Linked DNA regions of Arachis hypogaea: region 2 is linked to region 1. Evidence: chromatin contacts called from public Hi-C data. All regions are on one chromosome and are shown on one strand. The core of a region is the stretch at or near the end of the contact, and the rest is flanking DNA. Distances in the headings are between cores, read along the strand shown. Region 1 has its middle 14 kb from the start of LOC112700282. Region 2 holds the start of LOC112696108.

Region 1 (6,934 bases), core at 3,502-6,001:
ATTAAAAACTTAATCATTTATGTATATTTTTTATCAGTTTAATTTTTTTTAATTATTTTACGATATAATATCAGAATTTCTATAATTTAGAAATCAATTCTTAGTAACTAAAAAAATTGGTATAAAATAAATAGAAAATTTATACAAAAATTTACACAAATTAAAAAAAGTTTTTGCATAAAAAAATATATTAAAAATAACTATTTATATATCTACTTTTATTAAATTAAATTTTAGAAGAGATGGTTTCAAAACAATATTCAAATACTAACATTATTATTCTTTAAAGAATGATATAAAGATTACGGACAAAAATGAGCGAGCAAGCACAATATATAATGCTTAGTGTTAAAAATGTAAATGTTGTGTTATACACATGCTGCTTCTGATTCTTGGCATATACACCAATTAACTTTGGACACTACATATTGCTTTAATTTGCTGAGGCTTTTTTATTTAAATAAATTATTTGGCCTACTATATTACCTGATTCCCCTAAATAGTTTTTTGGAACGTGAATCCCCTAAACCTTATAATATATAAATCGTCCTAGACACGTGTGTTTTAATCAATATATAAATCATTGTACCCTGGGACGATTTATACATGAATTGCATAGCTGAATAAGGCATAAATTGTCCCAACCCATTGTGTGTTAGAAATAATATGTAAATCGTCCTAGACTAATATCATTTATGCGTTTTAACCTAAAACACTCTACCCTGGCACGATTTACGTACTTCTCCCTAATTCTCTACTCCCTAGCACGATTTACGTGCAAATCCCAACCCCACAAACTCCTAGACGATTTATGTAGAAACCTAACCCTGATGAACGTTATTTTTATGTCGGTATAAAAATGGTGATAAGTCAAATCATGAGTATAGTCTAACCAACACGCAAATTCTGCATCAAACAATTCTACAATCTATAATCGAGAATATTAGTCTCGAGTCGTCCTCCCTAGAAATTGCCTTAGAATGCACATTATTGATTAAGAATTCTTTTGTGATTTTGAGAGTTGGTATGAGCATGTAAGCTAACAAAAAGTAAACAACAATTAATCAAGATAAAAGTCTTGGCCAATGGTGAGCATTGGAAGTTCCATCATTATAGTTTTCTTTAATTGTATTAACAATTGAGTGTTGCTTCACTTAGTTGACCCCTAATTATGGAGAAAAGTCAAGTGAAAGTAACTAACTTGAGTCACAAGTCTTAGTCTAGAGTGAATGAATCAAAGTAACAAAGTGTTCATAGATCTAGAGTGAATGAATCAAAAGAACACAAATTGAGAGTAGGAGAAGAGTAGATCTACAACTTGTATCAAAACAAAAGTGAATTAGCAATTGATCTCACCAAGAAATCCAAGGAGAATTGCAATGGAGAATGAAATCCTAGAGAGAGGTTGGAACTTCTCTCTCTACAAAATGTAACTAACTAATGAAAAACATATAGAAAATGTGTCTAATGAGTGAATGGATTTCAAGCCCTTCAATCCTTGGTCTTCTTATGCTCTTCCCGCCAGAACCCTACCCCAAAACAGGGTTAGAAACTGCCTGAAATCGCTGGTCATGTTTTCTTCTTAAAAAATCACGTGCGGCCATCGGCACGTACGCGCACAGCACGCGTACGCGTCCCTGGGGTTTTTGTGATCCGCGCGCAGGCGTGAAGTATGCGGGCGCGTCCCTGGAGGTTTTGGTTCAGCCGCTAAATACGTCGGCTCCTGGCTTCGGCTCCCTCGCGCTGGTCACAACGGCGCGCATCCGCGCGTGCGCGCTAGGTGCGCGCGCACGTCCTTGCTCAAAATTCCAAATATCCAATTTTCATGCTCCTTCCCTTTATGCATGCTTCCATCCTCTCCTCCAAGCCATCCTAGCCCTATAATTTCTGAAATCACTTAACGCACGGATCACGGCATCGAATGGTAATAGAGGAGGATTAAAATATATCTAATGCAATGCAAAAGAAGCATGTTTTCATCCATGAGGCAAAATTGGGAGAGGAACACAAAATCATGCATTTTTATATGAGTAAGTGTGAAAGATCATTGATAGAATCCTCAAAATCTATACAAGATAAACCCTAAAAACGGGGTTTATCAACCTCCCCACACTATTGGAATTGCCTTAGAATGCACATTATTGATTAGGAAGTCTTTTGTGATTTTGAGAGTTGGTATGAAAATGTAAGCTAACAAAAAGTAAACAACAATCAATCAAGATAAAAGCCTTGGCCAAGGGTGAGCATTGGAAGTTCCATCATTATAGTTTTCTTTAATTGTGATAACAATTGAGTGTTGCTTCACTTAGTTGACCCCTAATTATGGAGGAAAGTCAAGTGAAAGTAACTAACTTGAGTCACAAGTTTTAGTCTAACCCTTGGGAAGTCTAGCTTTAGTGTCCTCCAAGTCAATTAGCAATTCTCAATTCCTAATCAACAATTGATATCCACTACTCAAGTGTCTCCAATAACTCAACCCCTAAGCCAAGTAAGGAAATTCTACTCCATAGCTAGGGTTATCATTTCATCAAACATTTGGTGAGCATTCATAGAAGACATCATGAAATTGAGAGAAAAGAGTTGAATTCAAACAACAATCATCAAACAATCAAACAATTACAATTGATGAATATGAAAATACCTCAATTCATTGATCCAAATCAAAGTAACAAAGTGTTCATAGATCTAGAGTGAATGAATCAAAAGAACACAAATTGAGAGTAGGAGAATAGTAGATCTACAACTTGTATCAAAACAAAAGTGAATTAGCAATTGATCTCACCAAGAAATCAAAGGAGAATTACAATGGAGAATGAAATCCTAGAGAGAGGTTGAAACTTCTCTCTCTACAAAATGTAACTAACTAATGAAAAATATCTAGAAAATGTGTCTAATGAGTGAATGGATCCCAAGCCCTTCAATCCTTGGTCTTCTTGTGCTCTTCCCGCCAGAACTCTGCCCCAAAACAGGGTTAGTAACTACCTGAAATCGCTGGTTACGTTTTCTTCTTAAAAAATCACGTGAGGCCATCGGCGCGTATGCGCACAGCACGCGTACACGTCCCTGGGGTTTTTGTGATCCGCGCACAGACGTGAAGTATGTGGGCGTGTCCCTTGAGGTTCTGGCACAGCCGCTAAATACGTCAGCTCCTGACTTCAGCTCTCTCGTGCTGGTCACAACGGCGTGCATCCGCGCATACGCGCCAAATGCGCGCACGCGTCCTTGCTCAAAATTCCAAAGATCCAATTTTCATGCTCCTTCCCTTTATGCATGCTTCCATCCTCTCCTCCAAGCCATCCTAACCCTATAATCTCTGAAATCACTTTAACGCACGGATCACGGCATCGAATGGTAATAGAGGAGGATTAAAATATATCTAATGCAATGCAAAAGAAGCATGTTTTCATCCATGAGGCAAAATTGGGAGATGAACACAAAATTATGCATTTTTATATGAGTAAGTGTGAAAGATCATTGATAAAACCCTCAAAATCTATACAAGATAAATCCTAAAAACGGGGTTTATCAACCCCCACTAACCCAGCACGATTTACGTGCATATATACACCCCTCAGCAGCCTAGAACGATTCATGTGTTAAGACCCAAACCCTACTTACCTTCCCACGAGTAAAGTCTCATTCGTGAGAGACCCCATTAACGCCGAGGAGGGTAGTGGAGGGGAGGAGAGCTACGGGGAAAAATTGAAGGAAGGGTGTAGTCGGCGGCGATGGAGGGTTGGTTAGGTCGGGGAAGAGGTGGCGTCTGGTGGACGGCGTTGACGGTGGACGACGGCGGCGGTTGAAGGTTTTGTTGGCGGTGGTTGAATGCTGGTTTGGTGGCGTTGGAGGGCGGTGCAAGATGGCGAGGAACGAAGGTAACATGTACCGATTGAACGGCATCGCGCACATGGCAGGTTTTATCGACGAAGAGGTTAGTGGTTAATTTGTTTTACAACTGATATAGTCAATGACGTTGATGTGTTTAGTTATAAGAATGTGATTCTTTTGAAAAAAAATGCTTGTTGTGTTAGAAATTTGTAAAACGTTAAGGTTAACATGCTTAGGATAGGTATGGTTCATGTTTGGTTTAGGGCTGAGGTTGATTTCTTATATATGTTTTTTGTTGTTGTGCGATGTTGAGTTGTGACTGACTGTGCTTGTTATTCTGTTATCAGCCAACCCGATATGTACAAACTATCCATAGGTAACAAAGATGATATTGCATGACCGTATTATGCCTTACCTAGATAGCGCCGGGTTGCTGCATGTTGCTAGGCTGAATGATTATTGGTTTAAGCTGGATTAGCCACTGATTAGTGCCTTTGTTGAGCGATGGCGTCCAGAGACTCACACTTTTCATATGCCATTTGGGGAGTGCACTGTGACTTTACAGGATGTGGCATATCAATTCGGCTTCCCTGTTGATAGATTTCCAGTTAGTGGTTGTCTCAGTGACTTTGAGCAGTTGATGGAGGGTGGAAAGCCTGCGTGGCAGTGGTTTGAAGAGTTGTTCGGTGAACTTCCTCCTGAGGACTATATCGATGAGTTCACCGTGTCGTATGGCTGGTTCCAAAACAGGTTCAGAGGGGTTGTGGTTCGCTACCTAGTGGGTTTGGCGGTGGGGGTTTCGGGGGGGGTTAAGACGTCGACACTGTTCTCTGACTTCTGCAGTCCGAACCAGATGGAGCAGGTATTTGGTGTGGGTAGTGATTTTTTTGCTGAGATACGGGAGTTTTCCAGCACAGATGGTGATTATAGGCCTCAGTTTGATGGTGATTATACCGCCGTCGCCCACCGTCAATGCTGTCCACCGGACGCCACCTTTTCCCCCACCTAACCAACCCTCCACCGCCGCCGACTATACCCTTCCTTCAATTTTTTTCCGTAGCTCTCCTCCCCTCCACTACCCTCCTTGGCGCTAATGGAGTCTCTCACGAATGAGACTTTACTCGTGGGAAGGTAAGTAGGGTTTAGGTCTTAACACATGAATTGTTCTAGGCTGCTGAGGACGTCAATCGTGTTGGGTTGGTGGGGGTTAGGTTTTCACATAAATTGTCCTAGGGGCTTGTGGGGTTGGGATTTGCACGTAAATCGTGCTAGGTGGTAGAGGGTTAGGGAGAAGCACGTAAATCGTGCCAGGATAGAGTGTTTTAGGTTAAAACGCATAAATCAGATTAGCCTAGGACGATTTACATGTTATTTCTAACATACAATGGGCTAGAACGATTTATGCTTTATTCAGCTATGCAATTCATGCATAAATCGTCCCAGAATACAATGATTAATATATGGATTAAAACATACGAGTCTAGGACGATTTATATATTATAAGGTTTAGGAGATTCACGTTCAAGAAAATCATTTAGAAGAATCAGGTAATATAGTAGGTCAAATAATTTATTTAAATAAAAAAGCCATTTGCTGAATATGTATAGAATATATGCACTACTACTGCGCATTCATAAATGTCTATTGTCTCTAGTACTACTATAACTATGATCTATTAAAAAAATAATTTAAATTTATATATTATTTTCCTTCAAATTAAATTAAATATAATGATGACTAAATAAGGTACAATAAATGTGGAGACTGGAGAGTATGAATAAGAATTAAGAAGTATCATTATTTCTAATCAGTGCCTTGGCCAGTTGTAAAGCTGCTAGCTAGCAACAACTTTTCTATTTTCCATCAATTTGTTTATTTAATTATGGTTAGCATTTTAATTAGAGTAGGATGATAATCAGATCTTTAAAAATTTTAATTTTGGATTAATTAATCTTAAAAAAATATCAATTATATTTTTCATAATAGTAAATAATGAAACAAAATGAAATTGTTCATATATATTCTTTTGTTATTTTTTGAGTTTTCATATAACATTTATTGACTACTCTCTATATACTATGATGTAATTAAAACAGGTAAAATTTTATTTCAAAAGTTATTATTTACGTGATGATTTTTCATAAATAGACACGTCACAATAATTAATAGTACATATAAACACTATTGCTAAATTTTACGCGATAAATTGATAGAAATACATGTCCATCATTTATTATCATAAAGGATCAAATTAATGATTTTCTTTAAAGACCAATTAGTTTGAGATCAAAATTTTTAAATATATAGTTGTTGCTTTACTCTTTTAATTAAAAGAAAATAAAGAGTGACTGGAGAGGATGTGGAGGTTCGAAATCAACCCCCTCTTTTCACACCCTCGAAGCTAAAAATATCACTCTTTTTATTCAGTCTGTTTGACATAAAGTATCTGCAAGACAAGCTAAGAATTTCAATTCAAATGGTTAGTTTTTGATGAAAAACAAAATACAGACCAAGTTGAAACAATTAAAGTAGTTAAGCACTTGTGATGAACTTTAGTAAGAAGTTCCGCCTATAAACGAAAACAAAATGATATAGATTAAGTTAATAAAGGTGTATCATCATTCATGATAGACTGTGTATATGATATTGATGTACATCATTGTATCTTTAGTTACCTCTGCCTCGAATTGCTGGTACCCTTGAGCTGAAGGGGAGAGTATTTTGACAGCTACTTGGATGTTACGTGATCTTTATTCCATTTAATTTTCTACTCATTTTGCACTACATTCGAATATCATTTCAGCAACTTTAACTTTATTTATTTGATACTGTACTTGAGCCATTCACCATATTACTTGAATGAAAAGACTCAAAGAGTGATGTATATTGCTTTGGAGTTGTTCTACTTGAGATGATTATTACTGGCCAGCCTGCAATCACTAATTAATGTCTCCTTTGGTAGTTCTAGTGGGGAGAGTTCACTGTTAAGGTAGCAATTATATATACCAAAGTTTCTGTGATAATCATCGATTGTTTGAATGCAATTAACTCCTTTGCTTCATTAACCATGTAGTTCATTGCATAAAAGATACATTAAAAAAAAGAG
Region 2 (7,334 bases), core at 2,750-5,249, 55 kb after region 1:
ATACATCTTTTTATTTTTCTTCAACTGATTTTTATTTTATAAATAAATTATTAGATCAACTTAATTAAAATTAATTATCAAAATAATTTGATCAAATAAGATTACCGAATGTATCTGACCTTTCACATTTATTTGAATGGCATATGATTTTCATTAATAATTATCCTGATTAGATATACGATTTAGTAGATTTGAATAAGCTAATTCTTTTGTTGTTAAATGATAAAATCAAGGTCATATCTCTAGAGATAAAGACAAGAGTGGTTTTCCAACATAAAAAAAAAAAAAAAAACACCATGCATACAACTAACACATCTTCTAATTGGTGAGTAAATTTGCTTTTATCCCTATCTGTCAAGATGATCTTATCGCATATGATAAGAGGATACAAATCCTAGTTTTGATTTTGATGCTCCACACTAATTAATTATTTATCTTTCATATAATTTTATTTTCTATAGTACATACTGTGTATGTGGAGAGAGATATATGTACATAGAACAGTCTCTTTCATAATCAATATACAAAGTCTCACATATTGTTTTTAAGCTAATAATAGAGTGCACGTAATTCGCCAATGTCTTCATCAAATCCAAATTATATATTCAAAGTCAGTCAAAGACCTTAGTTTCATAATAAAGATAAGAAAAAAATATAGATTATAGGGGGACATGTCTCGATATTAAGATTTGAGAGATAATCCTGAGTCGGCAGGTCAGCATTCTATTGTAAAAAAATGGAAAAAGAAAAAAAAAAGGAAGAAAGTGAGAAACAATGTAGCCAAAACGTGAATACGCAATCTGACCCTAATAATTTTTTTTTAAGGATGGCGAGATTTTGAATCAATTTTTTTTTCAGTTTTTAATATTTAATTTTATGAAATTAAATAATTTTTTTATCAATATTTTTTTTAAAAATATATTTATATAAAAACAATTTAAAATGTACTAATATTTTTTAATTTTACGCAATAAATTTATTTAATATATTTAAAAAATTTAATAAAAATAAAAATTAAACTGTCTTGATAATTATCTTTAAAAGACAATAAGACTTTCAATAAAAAGAAATTTGTTAATAATTCTAGTTAATTTTTAATGGATAAATCAACTGTTTAACATGTCATGTAAACTTATTCCGTTAATACAAATAAAAAATATTAACAAAGTATCATAAAAATAAATATTAAAGGCAAAAAAAGTATTTATTTTTGTTGAGAACATCATTATTTCTCAAAATAATTGTCAAAAGTCGTTTATGATTTTTTTCAAAAATTAAATAAAGAAGGAAGTTCCGATATTGCCTAATTTAATTTCAAAAACTATACAAGGTAAACAAAAATTCGATGTTTATACACGTTTTAAAAATTATATTATTAAAAAATATAAAACTTTACAATAATATTATTATTTATGTTTTTGTTATGTTATTATTACTATTTTTTGCTGCTATTAATATTTGAAAGCATTACCCAATCTCACATGGTTCAAAATTAAAAAATCAATAGCTAATATAAATATGAAATTATTCTCATATTTCAAAATTAAAAATCTATAGCCACTTATTTTGAATTCTTTTATGAAGAGTGTTAGAGAGACAGTAAATTTTGTGAGTTATAGCCATTAATTAATCATCAATAATATATTTAATAGTGTAAGATTTTATCTAATAATAAAAAATTACTCATTTTTATTTTGCTGACTAAGTATTGTTCAAATTTTAACAAATCTGCTAGCCCTAGACTTCTCCTTCTTTTATTGCAGAAGATGCAAAATCATAATCCTTATAAGTGTATTGTTAGTTGATTATTAATTATTAACGTGTGAACCAATTATCCATATAAGATTAATTAGGATGATAACAAATTTTGCTATCTACCTTTGCCTACTTTTTGTCAGATTTGTTTTTAAATATATAAATTGTATTGTTTTATTTTCGTGCATGAAACGGAGCCATTTACATTGTATGTGTCTACTTACCACTCGATTTTTAGTTCTTTAATTTGAAGGGAAGATAGAGACAAGAGTTCTTTGATACTTGATAGCGCATGCATACTTATCAATCCAGGTTAATTACTTTTCAATTTGATTTAAGTCGGTAACTAACCCCACCTTAATTAATTGTCATATAACACATGTTATTAATTAAATAGTTTTAAGACTTAAATGCATAAAATGATTTTAATTAGCAAACCCTATCATATTTTTCCTAAATCATTTTTGGTAAAAGTATAAAATTATATATTCTTACTATTATTATTTATTATTATAATTGTGCATGTGGATTATTGTTAGTCTAATATTATCGTTGTATTTTAATAGATTCTATATAATTTAATTTTTTTTCTTCTTCTTTCTTATTTTTTGTTGCTGCTACTTTTTTATTTTTTTATAATTTTTTTGAAGAAAAAAATCAAACAAAAAATACATAATATTATAAAATCAATAAAAAGAGGAGGAGAGAAAAAAATATAGTATCAACACCAGTAATAAAAAGAACGACACACAAAAAAAAAAGAATACGAAGAAAGAAAAATATAAAAAAAGAAGAGGAGAAGGAGGAAAGCGAAATACAAACATTTATAAGTAAATTTTGTTGGGTTAGAATTAATTTGTTTAGATTTATTTGCCAAAAAAATTTGTATATATAACGAGACTGATTAATTAAATAATTTTAAGACTTAAAATGCATAGAATGTTTTTGATTAGCAAATCCTATCATATTTTTCCTAAATCATTTTTAGTAAAAGTATAAAATTATTCTTACTATTATTATAATTGTGGATGTGGATTATTGTTAGTCTAAATATTATCGTTGTTATGCTGATCTATTTTCTTACGTCAACCAGTGACACATGTTCTTCTCAGAGTGATACTAATACTACATAAGATAAGGCAAAATAATTAATTAAAGATCTACGTAAATAAGGTATCAAAGTACGTACGCATATACCATAAGTTCCCAACTTTGGATGCAAATTAAATTTACTAGTAGTTTGAACGAAAGTTCTTAGCAATAAGCCATTAAGACCACTACTTGTCTGTGTTCTTCAAGCATTAATTAGATTAAATGAATCATTTATTTAATCCTGGTTCTTCTCCTACGTACTAGTAGCTATTGGAATAATCAATAATTAAATAATTCTAATACGGTTCTTAATGCGCTGGCGATTCTTAAGCCTTAATCACCGTTCTCGAACGGCTTAACAGTACTACGCTATATATACAATAGATTTATGGATTTTTAATTGAAATAAAATAAAAAATTATTTTTCCAAATCTAATTTTTTAATTTTAATTTTTTAAATATGATTTTTTTTTTGCATTTAGAACAAGTTTCTGCACCTCGACGAATTCTATAATTTATATAGAATTCGCCTGATCTCTGCCGAACTTTTATATTTTTTATAGAGTTCGTTTTATCTCCTAACGATCTTTAATATGCTTCTTTGTATATATTACAATTTATAACTAACAAAGTTGAATTAGTCCCGTAATTAACTCACTAGTGTATTTAAGCAAAATGTCGAAAATTTGAAATCCAACCTAAAAGATACTGACAAAAAATAATAATAATAAAAAAAATTAAATTTATTTTATTTAATATTTATTAATTCTAATGAGAATTAATAAAATAAATTTTGACGGTTTTTATTTTATCTTTTTTATTATCAAGTATTGAAAAAAAATGTATATATTCATCAAGTGGCATAGATCACAAATTAAACTAAACTATATCCAAAAAAATTTGAACCGGGCAAGCGGGTATCTTATCCCAAGCAAGCATATCCAGAAAAGAAAAAAGAACAATGGCATGCTATTACTGCATTTTTTACTATTTAATTCTTTTTATTTTTTCCACAGGAAAAAGATAATTAATGGCATAGTCCTTTAAATAAACTAAAAGCGAAAGGGCAAAAATGGAAATAAGGGAAGACCATTTTTCACACCTTATATATATAAATAAGAGAGCATAGTGTTATATGTATGTATAGTTGTATATCCACCTGCCACAAAGAAAAAGAGAAAAAATGTTTAGCCACTCATCAAATGTGAGAAGCAATAATAATAATAATAACAATAATCTTCAAGTATTCTCAGTGAAAGCATCAACACTACCATCATCATCATCTTCAACTTCAACCTTAAGCTCCATGAAACTAAAGAGAATCATCCACACCCTAATAGTCTCCCACATGTGTAGAATCATTCGTGCACTATCTAAGGTCAAGGAATTTATGCTTGACATTCTCAATAACCCTACCAATAATATTATTCACTTTCCCTACACTTCTTCTTCGTCGCAAAAAAAGCGCCGCAATAAGATTATAATGGGATCTTTTAGGCTTCATTATAATTGGTGCTCTTCGAAATCGTCACATGTTTTGCCGGTTCCTCAACGGGTCTATGAAGGGTTATGCTGTGAAGAATCATCAACAACTCAGAGTAACAATGGTGGTGAGGATTGTCCCGATTTGCAACTTGCAGGGTATCTAAGGTGGCTTGAGGAGAAGAAGGTTCAAGAAGGTGAAGAGAAAGAGAAAGAGAAAGAGAAAGAGATGAATGAGATTGATGTGTTGGCTGAAATGTTCATTGCGAATTGCCATGAGAAGTTCAGGTTGGAGAAGCAAGAATCTGATAGAAGGTTTCAAGAGATGTTAGCTCGAAGCATGTGAATTGAAAAGAAAGAGAGATGAATAATAATGTTGTGTTTTTGGATCCATGTTTTGCTAATTAATTTTCTTGCTTTTGCTATATACTTCACTTCACTACTTATTCACCTTGTTAATTTCTTTATTTCCTCTATCTTCTCACATTGGAATTTGGGTTGTTAATGATTAATTGTTATGATTAGTGTGGGAAATAGGGTTAAGTATCTGATCTGCCTTTTTTGGTTGCAACTTTAATTTTCAAAAGATGGAAGGGAGGGAGATCGGAGAAGGGTACATCACTAATCAGAGATGGGAACTTGTGCAATATAATTCTCTTCTCTATCTATGTCTTCACATACCCATCATGCTCATGCCTTTAACTTTTTAACTCATGCCTTTAACTTTTTAACTTGCAATTCTTTTCTTCCTTTTTTTTTTTAATTATATCATAGCACTTTGCTAGTTTCTTGTTTCATATTAAGATATCTACTTCTTCGTCTTTGTGTGAATTTTGCGTAATTTTTGATAGCATGTCGTCAAATTATTATTTTTTAATTTAAATTAATAAAAAATATATAAATAATTATATCTCTAATAATGTTTTTTACAATTTTTATTTTTTCATTAAAAAAAAAACTATGTGGATCTACTTAGCAATTCTTTGCTGTAGCAATGCAAGAGTTATGTTCATATATGACATATATAAAGGAAACTATTATTTCATATCATCTTTAGAAATCTTAGCTTATAAATTTGGTCATTCGTAGATATAATAATTTAAAAAATTAATTTTGTTAGAGAACTAATAATTTTTTATAAACAATAAAGAGAAATAAAAATACATTATTAACCGAAAAAAAAATTCTATCAGAAAAAGTGTTTAATAAGTATTTAATTTTCAAATATGAACTAAGTTTTAGGATATATGGATTCTCAAGCAGAAATAAAAAAAATAATAATGAAAAAAAAAAAAGCCTTATAGATTTATACGGCTCCTTGTCTTCCGGACGTATATATAACTAAATTGTGGGGAATACATTTTATCCATTGTCAAAACGAATTTTGGCATTGCATGCTTGTTTCTTAGTGCATGCTTGGTTGCTGCCAAAAAAAACATAAACATCATGTTTCTTGTACATATATATTATTATTATTATTATTGCCATAGTTGTATTAACTACATAATACATTGTATGAAATATTTTAAACCTAGCATTTTTCTTATTCTTTATGGTATTTATTTAGCTGCCCCTAGTTTCATCTCCTATTGTATAATTTATTGGGAGAGTATGATATTTTAACCCTTGAAGCTTCCTACTTCCAACTTTCCTACCGTATCTCATGCTGATTGCACATATCTTAGGTAGTGTTTGTTTTACAGTACTGGGACAGAGACTGAGACGACTAAGAGACTGAGACACAGTATCATGTTTGTTGGCTCAGAGACTGGTACTAAAGTTTCTGTCTCTGTCCCCAAAATTTCAGTATTTCAGTGCCTCCAAAATGTAGGGACACAGGGGACTGATATTTTTAGAAACAAAGACCGAAACTTTAATAACATTTTATACCTAAAATATTCTCATTTTAATTAATTAATTCCAATTTTATCCTTTGTGTAAATTAAATTAGAATTTTATTCTTGTTTCAATTTTTGTCTCTCACTTGGCACCAAACAGAATACTAAAACTTATTTCAGTCTCTGTCTCTTAGTCTCTGTCTCTCAGTCACAGTCTTTCAGTATCTGTCTCTCCACCAAACGCTACCTTAGGCACATGTCAGTTTTAGGCCACATGATATGAATTTATGACCATGGTTTTTTTTTGCTACCTTCATTTTCATAACAAGTTTTGTTTCTATATGCCACTTCTTCAATTAAGAGTGGACTCATTCTCACCTACTCCAACCTTATAGTCCCCACATATATTTTTCCCTTATTCCTATTTTTTTTTTTTATTATTTGGGGTAAGAAAAAGTTGAAAAAGGAAAGCGAGATAGTATTAGGAAAGGTACAAATTAAAATATGCTTTATGTACCACACTAGGCGGAATAGAAGAAGATACATACAGTTCTTCTTGGGGTTCATGGTCATGAATAGAATCTTATTATTAATCTTAATTAACACTGATTTAGATGATAATTATATTAAAATAATTATGATGGTCCCCTGTTAGGTGTAGATAAGTGCATAGATCATGATGCACGCATCCAAACTCGCTACAGGACAGCTAGACATACATAGGTTAATTATTGAAACAAAAGATGATGATATATAGTTATAGTAGTGATAGATCCAACATATATAGTACCCTTTTCATCCAAAATCATGTTTTGCAAGTAAAGTAATAATATTAAATGAATAAGCTTATCGAGTTTAATTTGATGCTGTGATATAGTAAAATATTTTACGTAATCATTAAATTATATATTCGTTTTTTTGAATAATTATTTATATAATTAATATATGTATAAAATTATTTTATATTATTGATAAATCAAAATTAAATTGTAAATTTGTCAATTATTTTAAAGGTATCTTTGTGATGATAATTTAAATTAGACTAAATTTTTATAATGGTTCTTGATATTTATGATTTTTATTATTTTAATTTTTTAAATTTAAAATTTATTATACTGACTTTAAAAATTCAATTTTAGGCATTATATTGATTTTTAAACTCTTTTC

The links. A called contact is a pair of places that touch in the nucleus more often than the background predicts.
Region 2: a Hi-C map of an unstated tissue shows a contact between it and region 1, with 2.4 times the contacts expected there. The contact joins the promoter of LOC112696108 here to the enhancer-like site in region 1.

The regions. Positions count from the first base shown.
Region 1 is chr6:12,908,835-12,915,768 of arahy.Tifrunner.gnm2.J5K5, forward strand. No RefSeq gene overlaps it. Among protein-coding and RNA genes, the nearest start is that of LOC112700282, 14 kb to the left of the region's middle. Within about 2 kb of position 4,752, at least 1 of the 3 cell types and tissues checked has open chromatin away from gene starts, as enhancers often do.
Region 2 is chr6:12,964,501-12,971,834 of arahy.Tifrunner.gnm2.J5K5, forward strand. LOC112696108 reads left to right here and starts at 4,000. Exons shown (of 1, transcript XM_025748712.2): 1 at 4,000-4,773. The coding sequence starts at 4,031. The coding sequence ends at 4,675.